Linked DNA regions of Astyanax mexicanus: region 2 is linked to region 1. The links are chromatin contacts, called in public Hi-C maps. All regions are on one chromosome and are shown on one strand. Each heading gives the region's core, a stretch centred on a gene start, on an enhancer-like site or on the middle of the called end of the contact. The rest is flanking DNA. Distances are from core to core; before and after follow the strand shown. Region 1 overlaps dock8 (dedicator of cytokinesis 8). Region 2 holds the start of dock8 (dedicator of cytokinesis 8).

Region 1 (6,867 bases), core at 71-2,570:
CATATATCCAGGATTAAAGTAAAATAAATGATACTGGACAGATATAATCTGTCTCTAGTAGATATATAATGGGAAATGAGAACAGTGTGATTTTTGTATTGCAAAAAACAGCAAAAAAGTAGTACCCTGATGTGATAATTAGGGGTGGGTGATATGGCACGATATTTCAGGGTATATGTGTGTGTGTGTGTGTTTGTGTGTGTGTGTGCTGGCAGGATGTCTAAAACTGGAGGTGACCCCGTCTCCTGAATCAGTGATGCCCTGTCTGTCTCCGGAGCTCATCCCTATAAAACCAGCATCAGAGAAAAGCACCAGACTAATCAAAGAGGTTCTGGAATTCCCTTCTAATGATGTCTATGTCCCTCACAGCATATACCGGTCAGTACACCTACACACACACACACACACACACACACATTTATCATCAAAATAACCCTTATTAAGATTGTCTTCTATTTAAAACGTCACATTCTGTCATGTCATTAACCTTGCCTTACACCCTCACATACCGAGCCAGAAGTAAATGTGACAGTTCCTCTTAATTAAATAGAAACATGGAGTCTGTAAATCTTCCAAATGTCCAGATGACTCAAGTGATATCATTTGTCACAGAAAAACATAACCCCTGAGCTCTGGACATGGAGAACTGTAGGTTATATGAGGTCATGGTGATTTGTGGATTTTAAGCGCCATCTAGTGCTGAATAATTACAGTACAGCTGTGGTTAAATAGACTGTGAACAATTAGGCCTGTCACAATAACTTTTTTCTTTTTCTTTGTAATCTGTCTTGAAATCAGTCTATTTTGTATTTTTTAAGTATATTTTTGAACAATTGTCATGTTTGCAGTTTAAATGCATGCAGTATACATTTAAACTGCAACTGCAAAAAATTAAGAGACCACTTCAGTTTCTGTTTCTGTCAGTTCCAATTTATTAATTCCATAGGTATATGTTTGAGTAAAATGAACATTGTTGTTTTATTTTATAAACTCCAGACATTTTTTCCCAAATTGTAATTTAAAGCATTTATTTGCAGAAAATGAGAAATGGCTAAAATGACAAAAAAGATGCAGAGCTTTCAGACCTAAAATTTATAATAATAAAAACAAAAACGTAATCTCTTGGACACTCATCCATTATTATTTAAAATAATTTTATAATACTGCTCTGTTGCTCTGTGCATTCCCTAATGTGGTCTGTGGTCTGTTTTGTGTGCAGGAACCTGCTGTATGTGTATCCTCAGAAGCTGAATGTTAGCAGTCGTGGCAACATCCGAAATATAACTGTAAAGATCCAGTTTATGAACACAGAGGACCCCAGTGGAGCCCTGCCTGTGAGTACACCCCCACCCTGCTCCCCCACATGGGACACATGGCCTTAATATGTCCTTAATATAGTGTCTATATATATATATATATATATATACTTTTTTTCATCAGCTCTCAGGACCTTTTGCATACATTGTCAGCTGGATCCATCACTGTAACTTCATTAATTTTTCTAAATGATATACAGCTCTCGAAAAAATGTAGACACCACTTCATTTTCTAAATCAGATTCTCTGATTTTGCTATTTATAGGTTTATGTTTGAGTAAAATTAACATTCATGTTTTATTCTATAAACTACAGACAACATTTTTCCCAAATTCTAAATAAAAATATTGTCATTTAAATCCTTTATTTGCAGAAAATGAGAAATGGCTGAAATAACAAAAAAAGATGCAGAGCTTTCAGACCTCAAATAATGTAAATAAAAAAACAAGTTTTCAGAAATCAATATTTGGTGGAATAACTCTGGTTTATAATCACAGTTTTTTGGATCTTGGCATGTTCTCACCAGTCTTACACACTGCTTTTGGATAACTTTATGCCACTCCTCGTGCAAAAATTCTGTATATTGTCCCAAAAATAATTGCGATAAATGTTATTTTTAAATTAAGACATTTTAAAAATGGTTTAATTTCAAATTTAGAAAAAATGTCAGTATATCATAATTATCATGATGGGCTTACTCCTAACTATAAAACTAGGAGAGACTGAATACTGTCAGAGTTGCTACTTAACTGTACTGTTATGTGATTTTTCTCTAAAGGTAATATTTGGGAGATCAAGTGGTCCAGAGTTTGTGTCAGAAATCTACACCCCCATCACCTATCATAACAGGTAATACTGATTTACTGAGTCCTCCAGACTCCAATTCTGTACACATATTAAGTTAAATCAGGTGTTCTGGAAGCTTCAATGCGCAAAATATTTGAGCTTCCCACATAAGAAACGTTTTGGAAACCCCTAAGCTAGAGAACAATAACATCTTTAATGGAAAAAAAAATAATAATATCAAGCAATATTTGTTTTTTATTGTATTTTAATGTAAATAATTGTTATATATTCATCTACTTTGAACTACATGTGATATGAACTTGTATTTGTATTACATATATAAAATGTGCTATTAATTAAAATTAGTGTCAGGTAGTTTCTTGAGAAGGACTAAACACATCTTCTGCAGATAATCAAACATAAAAGACAATATTTGTAATAAGTACAGTTAGTAAGTAAGTAAGTAAGTAATCTTTATTTATGTAGCACTTTTCCAGCTTACAAAATGCTACAGTTTAAAAAATAAAAATATAAACAGATAAAAATAGATAAAATGATCAAAACACCAATAAATCAATGTAAAAAACTGTCGATATAATTACAATGTTCATACACTACTAAAAAGCAATGTTTCTTAAGGACATGAGCTGATTTCAGTAGGGAGATCACTCCACAGTCTGGGAGCATAAGCTGCAAAAGCCTGGTCACCCTTTAACTTTAATTTAGTTTGTGAAACAGTCAGAAATCTTTGGTTGGAGGACCTTAGTGATCTTACACTCTTAAGTGCACATAAAAGCTCAGAAATGTAAGCTGGTGTCTCATTATGTATCTGTGCAGGTCTCCAGACTTCTATGAGGAGGTGAAGATTCGTCTGCCTGCGCGTCTCACTGAGAAACACCACTTGCTCTTCTCCTTCTACCACATCAGCTGCCAGCAGAAGCAGAACCAGAGCGGCAGTGTGGAAACTCTCGTCGGATATTCAGTGAGTCTCTCAACAATATGCTGTAAAACCTTCAAGTTTACAGCATCTATCCTCTTAGCCTGTGGATGCACAAGTTTGAAAATCTAATTTCCTCCTTTTCCTAGTTGACAGCTTAAATGGACTTTGAGTCTAGGAAAACTTGATAAAAAATACTTATCTTTGTTGAATAGCGCATCTCCGCTCTCCTACAGCTTTCTGAGATACAGTATTTTTGTATTTTTTTGCCCAGCACTCTTTACAGTGGGCACTTCAGGGCAAAATTTTTACCTTTTCCACCGTTATCCAGGCTCAGAGTGGAAACAGTTAAAACTAGGCATTAATAACTTTAAAAGTGCAGAAGAAGCTTATTAAAAACCACTGTTTACATCCCATAACGCTAGCTTCTGCTCCGGAAGCCGCCATCACTGTACTGATTAAACAAAGATATGTATACATAGACTCCGCATAGCCTGCCTCCTGGTGTAGCAGCCGGCGCCCAGTGCATTTATTTACACTGAGGAAGGTGCCACTATGAACAGGAGGTCGCAGGTTCGAACCCCAGCTCATGCAGCTTTGCCATCAAGCTGCCTGCGCTCAGAGGGAGCACAATTGGCCCTGCTCCCTCTGCGTGGGTAGATGGCGCTCTCTCCCCACATCACTCCTAGGGTGATGTCTGCAGCACAGGGCATCTGTGAACTGATGTATCAGAAACGAGCCACTCCACTTTCCTCCAAGCGTGCTGACTGCTCGGCAATGCTGCATCAGCAGCAGCTCGAAAAGAAGCGGTGCCTGACTACACATGTATCGGCGGAGGCATGTGTTAGTCTTCACCCTCATAGTGATTGGGTTGGGTAATTGGCCGTGTAAATTGGAGAGAAAATGGGAAAAACTAAAAATAAAAAAGCAGCAGAGATGTAGTAGTGATTCAGGATGCTGTCAAACATTACGAACACATGCTTTCATGGTGAAATACTTTGGCTTATGCTCTTTAACAAAGACAGACATATGGCATGGCAGACAAAAGGTAAGTACGCTTTATCAAATTTTACTACACCAAAAGTCCATTTTACACTGGAGTTCTCCTTTAATACCTAGATCACCAAATATCTGCATTAAACAACACCGACATACCAAATGTCAAAGCACAAGTAACTTGCATCATATGCATAATTTATTTAGATTTAGGCAGCATACTGCTGTTCTTAATTTGTATTAATTGCTTCTTTAATGGTCTGCTGTGTGTTTTGTCTGCAGTGGCTGCCCATTCTGAACAATGAAAGGCTGCAGATAGGACAGCACTGTCTGCCCATCGCTGTGGAGCGTCTTCCTGTAAACTACTCCATGCATTCCCCTGAGGTACAGTGTGCCAAATTACTCCTGGCATGAGATCTGTTAAAACCAGTGCAGTTGTCTCCTTTCATTACCGTAATGCACTAGAACAGGAATGTCCTATTTGGCAGCCGTTTTGCGTCACATTTCCACATGACATTTGTGTTTATAGAAATGCTTCAGGGATATTTTTGTTTGTTTAGACTTTAGACATTTAGCAACTGCTTCTGATGAGTTTGAAGAAATCTTTTTTCTGTTTATTTAAAGCAGAATTAGTCCAGATTCATGAAACGTGACCCCTTTCAGGAACACACAGCTGATATTTAACCTGAAATTATAAACCTAACTAATATCTTAGCTATGAATTTTGCATTAAATTTGCATTGCATTAGTTAAGCTTTTTCAGCATACTAAAATTCAGTTTTCTGTTTTCTTTACTGCTCTGTTAGGGCCAGTGTATATGTGATTTTTCTTTATTAAATATTCTGTGTTCTGTTCATAAATGACTGTAATTCTCAGCTTTCCACTGCTTATTCATTGAATGAACATGAGCCCTGATTCTTTTTTTATGCAGAAAATGCCAACCCAGATTCCACCAATGAAATGGATGGACAGTCATAAAGGCCTGTTCAGTCTGGAGGTTCAGTCTGTGTCTTCAGTTCATATACAGGTGTGTAAAAACACCCACAAACACACATACACTTACACACACACACACACACACACACACACACACACACAGACACACTCATATAGAAATATTTACTGCTTTATATTATGAATGTGTATTGGCAGGGACCTGATTTTCGGGTATGCCTTACAGTACAGTGTTTTTAATTTAAAGTAAAGCTTTGAAAAATATTAAGAGACCACTTCAGTTTCTGAATCAGTTTCTCTGATTTTGCTATTTATAGGTATATGTTTGAATAAAATGAACATTAATGTTTTATTCTATAAACTACGGACAACATTTCTGCCAAAATCCAAATAAAAATATTGTCATTTAGAGCCTTTATATGCAGAAAATGAGAAATGGCTAAAATAACAAAAAAGATGCAGAGCTTTCAGACCTCAAATAATGCAAAAAAAAAAAACAAGATCATATTCATAAAGTTTTAAGGGTTCAGAAATCTATAGTTGGTGGAATAACCCTGTTTTTTAATCACAGTGTTCATGCATCTTGGCATGTTCTTCTCCGCCAGTCTTACACACTGCTTTTGGATAACTTTATGCCACTCCTGGTGCACAAATTCAAGCAGTTCAGCTTGGTTTGATGGCTTGTGATCATCCATTTTCCTCTTGATTATATTTTAAAGGTTTTCAATTTAGTAAAATTAAAGAAACTAATCATTTTTAAGTGGTCTCTTTTTTTCTAGAGCTGTATATTGATAAATATATTTGAGATATAGTGTGGCAGTTGGCCTAAGCTGTATGTACTTATACACCAGTTGCCAATTATAATATGGAAAATGGCCCATGCTGCTTGTGCCAGAACCTTGTTTGCGAAGTATAATATGGGAATTGGCCCTCACCACTTGTGCCAGCACCCTGGTTTAAAGTACCTTTTGCTGAGTATTAATCACAGTCTCAGCCGATGCTGCCGTACATCATCCAAACTCAGGCAGATTTTTCATGCTTTCTGGAAAAAAATAGACATTTTACATGAAAATGTCAAAATATCAGTTTGTGCCTTGTTTCAGGACTCTCATCTAGAGCGGTTCTTCACTCTGTGCCATGCTCTGGAGGGGAAGCCCACCTTCCCCATCCGAGTGCGGGACGAGAAGCTGACGGAGAATAAGCTGGAGCACGAGCTGAAGCTCAGCATCATCTCACTGTCCTCCTCTGCACTCGAGCCACTCGTTCACTTCCTCCACCTGGTGCTGGACAAGCTCTTCCGCCTCATCATGCAGCCCATGGTCATCGCCGGGCAGACAGGTGAGCAGTGCTGATTTCATTGTAAAGAATTGTTGAGCTCTTAGATAACTTCTATCAAGGTCTAAGATTTTTCTAAATGTCTTATTGAATTTTTTGGCTTTTTTGTGTATGTCTTCAGCAAACTTGGCCCAGATCGCTTTTGAATCTGTGGTGTCCGTCGTTAACAGCCTTCACACCAGCCAGGAGCTGGCCAAAGACCACCAGGGCAGGAACTGTCTCCTAGCAACCTACCTCTACTATGTGTTTCGGTTGCCAGACACTCCCTTCGAACTCCTCAACACAGGTGCGACCACGACTTCACCTTGGATTAGCACTGATGCAACAGTCTGGCTTCAGGGAGCAATCCCTGTGTGTGTGTGTGTACTCTAATTCAGAGCAGATTCGTATTCAGAATTAATTTAAGAATCCTTCCTTTATGTTGTTAATTTAGTAACTGTTATAATGTCAGATTGACTGTTTTTTTATATACATAAAAATAATTGTAATCACCATATTTTGCGTACTATAAAGTGCACTGGATTATTTGGTGCATTACACGGC
Region 2 (7,577 bases), core at 3,811-6,310, 53 kb before region 1:
AATTTGATACATGTTTGAAAACTTGTTAAAAACATGTGGTTATTGCTTAGAGCAGTTTAGGGCAAAGCAAGAAAGTAAATATAGGGAAAGAACTGTGTACTGTACTAGTGAATATTTCTGAGCAGTTTAATGTGGAGTAACAGCATAAATGGCATTTGTTCAGAGCTGTAGTAGTTATCTGTGCTGTGTACCACATTAAACCAGACTGAAATTCATTCAGCTCAAAATTGCAGAGTGCACCTGATAGTTGGGCTGAATCTAGGTCAGATAACATTATTACCACAAATAAACTGCTTCGTAGTTCATTTTGATCAAGACTGAGACCACATCCTCTTGATGGGGGTGAATACGGTACTCACACTTTCCCAAACAAATTCCATTAAGGGAGAAAAAGAAACCAGTGTTCTATTTAACTGGATTACACAGTGCAGATGTGAAAACCTTTTTAAATGTCTGTTGTAATTATGTAAATGTGTTGTATAAGGAGTATAAGTTGATTTTTAAAAAACGATTTGTTTATGTGTCTTCTTTTTATTATTTCACAGTCCTGGGAAGAACCAGCTTTGGAAGAAGTACAGCAACAAAAGAGTGATTCTGAGCTCAGAAAGATTTTTGGGATTATGTCTGATGTACGAATTTGCCTGCAGAAGCTAAAGGAAGCTAAAGCGGCAAGTCCACAACCAGAAAGAAGGACCGTTAACAAACGCACTTTAGAGGGCATCCGGAAACTGATTCAGGACTCACAGATACAGCAAAAAGTCAAAAAGCTGATGGATGCACAGGTGAGTTCACTCTTATGCTTTAAGAGATTGTAGATTAACATTAAATATTTTCGTGGTGAAATGTAAAATGATTTGGTTTTGCCTAAACTTCTGTAACCTGAAACATAATGTTTAAATTCACATGTATAGATTTAGACAAATCTTTTATATTTGCATCTTACCAGATGTGTACACCTACAAAATGTATGGACAAAATGTACATGTGCACTCTGATTGCTACCTCAGCAGTGAAAATCATATATCACCATATGGAATTTTTTATATCATGATGATGAAATATATCATGATATACCACATTTAAGTATGTTTTCAGTTATTCTTCAAAAAATATGACAAAATAATATCGTTGCTTACTTTTTTCCATGAGTTTAATAACATAAAGCATGTCTCAAATTGTGCGTCCGTCAAATAACGTAAAGCAACAACATGTCGCAAAACCACATTTGTAAAGCTTTTTTGCAAAAATTACTTTATCATTTATATAAACCGAGTTTATGCAAAGTGACCATGCCAATACATTTCATCGTAGCCTACTTTATATATTTGCATGAATGATTGATGAAAGTACTGTAGAAACGATATTTAGTGCTGAGTACAACCTAAATATTTATTACTTTGCTCTTTGGGTCTGCAGGTACAGGTACCCAAAGGAAAAAATGGCCCAGAAGATGCCAAAAGAAAACGGCTGGCAGGGCCTGAACAGAAGACATGCTTGGACACCTCTGTATCCAAGGATGTAGTAAAAGGTCACAATGAGATGCAGAGCATGTCCACAGATGCCTGTACAGACAGCAAAGTGTTGCTGTATTGTCAGGGCTCAGATGAGGAAACTCCCACTGAAAATCTCATTGAGCCACTCTGTTCTTCCTCATCTTCATTTCAGTCTCAACAAACTCAAACTGGAACATGTGGTACTAACGGGAAAGCTTGTATGGCTGTATCAAGGAGGACTCCAGCTCGACAGAGTAAAGGGAATGGGAGAGTGTGCACGGCATGTCCTTGTGGAACTAAGGTTGGAGCAATTGCTGCAATTTCACCATTTAAATCTCTTGAAAAGCCAAATAGGCCTGCTGTCATTGACCCACCTAAACAGGCGAGTGTTTTAACAGGGTCAAACAGAGATTGCAAAAATGTTGGGAAGGTACTCAACAAGCCAGTTACAAGCCCACCAAAAAGCAGTGTGGCATCTGGGAAGTCTGGAGACGAAAAGTTACATAGCACTGAATTGCACACAAAGCCCGCTAAAGGTCTGAATCCTTCGTCTTTGTCCATGCAACATGATGTTAGTCACTCAAGCTCCAGCTCAGTTAGTTCAGAAGAAGCTGCAAGCAGCAGCACCAGCAGCAACAACACTTTCATTGAATTGTACTCTTCTGTAATGCTGGACCCTGAGGAATTAAAGCGCCAGGAGCGAATCAAACGCCTCAAAGTCCTTCTGAAGGAAAAAGAAGCAGCCCTGGAGAAGTTGCGGCAGAGCATGTGAAAAAGCTTCACACATCTGAATTTATCTTTGGTGGCTTGATCTTGATTGGAAAAGCCATCAACTCGTGAGGCAGCTCTCAGTTTATATGAAAAAAAAAAAAAAAAAAGAAATCTTGTTCTTCATTCTATGTAAAATATATAAATACTTTTTAATTTGTTTATTTCCAATATGCAATTTCATTGTCTAGTGCATTGTGTATTTTTAAGTTTGTATTTAATGCTTTTGTTTGTCATTTTTGTTGTAGTGTCAGTCAGTCAGTCAGATTGCCAGACCTAGGTCAAGACCTGCACTTAAAGAAATTCAATTCAGTCCACAAATAGGCTTAAATTAAAAGAAGTGGACTGATCTACTTTATTTAAGTATTGTAAAGTATTCTTTAGGGATCTCGAGTTCTAATATTTCTTAATATTTAGCAATGGTTACTTAAGACCTATGTGAAATAAAAAATAAAATGATATTTTCAAATATGTCAGTTTTGATAATACCACTTTAACCTGCCCTTCAACACTTATCTATTGAGAACTGTAATCTGCAGTTTCAGACGTTCATTTAATAAATGAAAAAATGTACCTTTTTCGAAGGTTTTTTCGTACATCCGCACCCATGTTGTCCATGAATTTACATGCTCTCACTGCCCATGTCTACAGAATTCATAGCCACCTGAACTCTTCTTGCCAGTCATCATCTCTACTGTCCATGTTTCTCAGTTTCAAGATATCAGAAATTTTCCAGTGCTTATGGCCATTTTTTGGTATATATTATTTAGTAATGTTATTTATTTGGCTGATCATTAAAAATGTTTTTTTGCCATTGTTGCTCAAAAAAAGTTATGATTGAACATATGTAATTTATGTGTGTTTTATTGTTGTGGGTACCAAAACAGTTGGTTCTTACACTGTTGTCACAACTAGGTTAGTGAGCACTGGTTACAAGTGTGTCCAAAATTTGCACTTCTTCATATCTGTCAGTAGGGGGTGGTCTCAGACGGAGTTTTAATGCCTGGAGGCAGAAACTAACACCTCATCAAAATGTATTGGCTCTGTAGTCAATACTGAGCACTGGGAAACTGGTGCTTGTCAAAAGTATGTGATGTCAAAAATACAAGGGAAATCTAATGGGTGAAAAGTAGGAATTCAAGGAAATAAGAAGAAAAAAGTTTAAAGTCACTTTAAAAACAAAAAGAAACCCCTCAACTCTGGATTGTTAAAATAAACAAGCTCTACGAAATACACAGTAATTAGTAAACAAAGCACTAGTCATATGAATACATTGATTACTGCAATATTTAGCTGCAGTAGTGTAGTAGTCTATGTATATATATTGCACCTCTGTTAAAAGTGAAGCTGAAAAAAAGCGCCGTCCACTTAAAGATTTTTGGATGTGGATTAAGGTGGCTTTTCTCCATGACCCAGATGACATGCCAGGGTGTGGTGTATGTAGGTTTTAATTTGGCCCAGCAAATGAATGATACTGATGTGGGGAAGAGGGGTTAAATATGCCCTATGTCCCCATCTTGGTTGTTCGCTGTACACAGGGCTTAGATGGGAGCTTATGCCCACCTAGAACCCACCTAGCCCACATTCATCCAGTTTGAGCCTAACATGATAAAGTTGATTGGGTTATTTATAAAATCAGGATAATCTCAATAAATATAACTGTTTTTCAGAGTTACTGATTTGTTTGATTTTGTTCATCTTTAACATCAAAGTCTGCAGTAAATCTTTATCACTCTATTTTATGAAAAATAATCAACTGCCTAACTTCCACACTGCACTGATAAATTGTAACATCTATTGCGTTTTTAAAGAGCTGAAATGAACATTAAGTCAAACTGAGATCAGTATGTTTATCTAGTCCTCCAAATCAGTCCCAGGTTATTTTGTGGCCTTGGGAACATGAATTGTCCAATCCTGTCTTACAGTGTGGTTTCTGCCAGCAGAGGTCGCTGTTTTTACTTATTGCACCTGTTAACCAACTCACCGCCACAGCCGTCAGCCCCTTCATACCAAACAACAAGAATATATGTCTTCATATACACTAAAACCACTAATACAATATGTTTTTAATGCATTAAATATGTATATCTGTTTTTTATATTCTGTTCTTATAGCTGATACTGTTTTCTTGCAGTTTTATAATAATTCTTATTCTTATTTGTGAAAAGGCACATTTCACATAAAAGCATTAAGAGTGTAGAACCAAACATTACATGTTTAAATCATTTTGTTTAATACCGTTTGTTTTCAAGTCAAGTCAAGGAAAGTAGTTTTGTTGAATACTATATATAGAGGATTGAAATTACGTTACTCTCCTTCCCAAAGTTACAGCAAAATAAAATTATAAATATAAAAGAATGATAGACACTAAATATACAATACAACAAGGTTTATCTGTGACCTTGTTGTATTGTAGATTTAGTGTCTATCATTCTTTTATATTTATAATTTTAGAGAACAATAGTGCAATTGTGATCTGAGGGATTCAGAGGTAATGACAGTACCAGTATAGACAGAACCCGTATAAACAGTAGTGCAAATATAGAAGTATAGAAACGTGAGGGTGGTGAAGTGAACAAGTGCATAGTTCTTTATTAAAGTGGTATGACAGTTGTTTAAAGGTTAAAATATGTAATCGAGCTAAAATATTAACGTTTATTCAGTGGTTTTGTGCTAGCAGGGATTACCCAACTCTCTCTCTCTCTCTCTCTCTCTCTCTCTCTCTCTCTCACACACACACACACTCACACACACACACGTTAAGGCGTGTGTCCACTCTGTGAGTGTGTGTGTTTGGGGAGTTGAGATGCGGAAGTTTCCGCCCAGTAATCTCCGCGCTGATACGCTGGGAGATGCTGCTGCTGCCCGCGGTGTCCGCGGCTCCGCGCCCGGGATTTCTCTGCAGCTCCGGCCGCTGAAGCTCTCGCTCTGAGCCGTCATGGCCACCATGCCCGCCTCGGAGCGGCGCGCCTTCGCCCTCAAACTCAACAGGTAACCCGTCCTTTTACCCGCAGCGGGTCAGAGCCGGACCCGGGCTGCTGCCGGGAGTCTGAGCGGACTTTACTCCGCGTAGTTTAGGGGGGAAGGAGGGAGAGAGAGAGCGCGGGTTCCGGAGCGGCAGATACACGCTGCTCTCCGGAGAGCGGGGTCATAAACCAGGGGAATGATCTCCAGCGGTACTGTACAGAACTGTAGATAATTAGGTATTTAACTAGCAAACACTTCTCAAGAAGTGTTGGACAATGTGGAAAAATATCGCAATGTTTGATATACGATATATATTTTGCTGTATTTAATAGGTTTTAGGGTTAGCTAGTTTGGAACTGACATTATTTACTTGAAGTAGCAAAGGGAAGTCTGACACCTTGTGTTATTTGGATACAGTTTGGGGCACTCAAGCCCCACGGGATTAGTTTCTCAGGGAGTCCTGGGGTATTTTTCTCCTTTTCATGGGGGTTTCCTCTGTGATTTTATTTCTGTCCGGAACAACCATGTATGTATTTTTCTCAGACGTCCTCTGTGAAAATTACAGACTGAATTACCTACTGTTTTTCTCTGAACTCTGTGGTCCTCCTGTAATTTTAGTCCCCTCCGGACTCACATCTCTGAGTTTCATCACCTCGCGTTTAATAAAATAGCTATTTGCCCACTTCCACGCACCGTAATAACACTTTGGGCGTGCGTTTTCACGGAGATCCACGTAAAAACAACAGGGAGTGGAAATGGAGGAGCTACTGAACGCGATGTCATGTGACAGAGAAAGCCAAAAAACTCACTGGTCCTTCTGTTTTTTCAATAATATTCAAAATTTTATTTCAAAATATTTTAAAATATTTTACACAGACAACCCTCTGAGACAAAAATATATGATCAACGAGAGGTTATTTAATTTACCAAATAGTGAAACCACCAATGGGTTCATTTTTGAAACAAAAGTATATACTTTCACATGAGCCATTAACCACCAGGGTACATTGTGTTTAAAACAAAAAAGAAGCTGAACAGAGGGACCCTTAAAATAGGCGAAAATTGCATTTTATGGCCATCGTGAAAAGGGGTTAGCAAGTACAATTGTCCCAAATAAAATTACGATAAACGTTAATGATAATATAATAGCATAGTAATGATATTACACATTCTAATATCATAAATAAATAAAACAATATGATAAACATGCTGTTTTGATATCTACATCATTAACTTAAATGGGTTCTCCTTGTTAACAAAAAAAAAATAACAAGCAATATTGAGGTCAGCAGAAAGTCATGTTTGTCAATATATTGTACAATATGTCAATAGAGTAAGTAATTATTGTGACGTGCCTAGGCACAGGTAACCTAAACAAGCTACTGTCAAAAGTGTTTTGTACAACTGCATGGTGTCCAGTTAAACATGTAGCTAGCTATGTATGTGCACTGTTTTCTTTAACCACTGTTCTGACTGGTTGTTGTGCCTCAGTTTAAAAGCAATATTGCACTTGCTAAGCAGCTTACCATCTATGCAATTTAATAAAAAAAAAATGGAAATAGTTATGTTATTGAAGACATTAACAAATCAGTTATGCAATCACTTTATTTCACCATCACGAACATCATTATCCAGTTCAGTGTGCTGAGAATGTATTACTTAAAAATGTATTACTAAGGATAAAATTAAGATACAATGTTAGATATGTACTATTTAAATATTCAGTTGCGATGTGTTGATGGTGTTAAAATAATGAAATTAAATACTTAATATTTTAACACTGTACTTTGTAAAGGTTTTTAATAATATTGCATTGTATATTTCTATTACTTATTAACTTTTCCAAATATAAGTTTTTCTTTAGTGTGAAACATGTATAGCTACATGTATAGCTTTAATGTATAGCAATGCTGACCTACTGCTGGCCTAATATATATATTTTATAGTTTATGTACATTCTTCGATCTTTGTGACATCACAAAATGTTGAATTCATAACTGTGATTTATCAACTGCGTGCTACACACTCATACTATAAGGTATTGTTTATAATATAAGCTAATCTTAATAGTGCAGGTTTGGCAACAGGAATGTTCAGTGGGAGGACATAATGATGTGGGTATCAGCCTTGCTAACTCCTCAGTAGCCAGCGTGCTAACACTGTGGTTGTGATGTGGGATGAGACTTGTAGCTAGCATGCTAATGCCTTAGTTTTCTATTTCGCATTTAGGTAGGAAGCTTTTTTTTGCTTGTTAGCATAGTAACTAGGGATGCACTGATGTGGGAATTTTGGGCAGATGCTGATATTACACATGTACTACAGAGTGACTAGACTAGTGGTATAATTTCA

Evidence for each region. A called contact is a pair of places that touch in the nucleus more often than the background predicts.
Region 2: a contact with region 1 is called in a Hi-C map of muscle, with 18 times the contacts expected there. The contact joins the promoter of dock8 here to the enhancer-like site in region 1. A contact is called at or near these places in 2 of 3 Hi-C or Micro-C datasets (both in muscle).

The regions. Positions count from the first base shown.
Region 1 is chr12:39,088,059-39,094,925 of AstMex3_surface, reverse strand. dock8 (dedicator of cytokinesis 8) reads left to right here. Exons shown (of 48, transcript XM_022671085.2): 14 at 216-378; 15 at 1,220-1,334; 16 at 2,095-2,165; 17 at 2,940-3,084; 18 at 4,318-4,419; 19 at 4,967-5,062; 20 at 6,093-6,327; 21 at 6,446-6,610. Among protein-coding and RNA genes, the nearest start is that of aopep, 53 kb to the right of the region's middle. Within about 2 kb of position 1,320, the one cell type or tissue checked has an H3K27ac peak away from gene starts, as active enhancers do.
Region 2 is chr12:39,144,158-39,151,734 of AstMex3_surface, reverse strand. dock8 (dedicator of cytokinesis 8) reads left to right here and starts at 5,060. Exons shown (of 48, transcript XM_022671085.2): 1 at 5,060-5,252. The coding sequence starts at 5,200. lrif1 (ligand dependent nuclear receptor interacting factor 1) reads left to right here. Exons shown (of 5, transcript XM_007231873.4): 4 at 546-782; 5 at 1,417-3,932. The coding sequence ends at 2,265.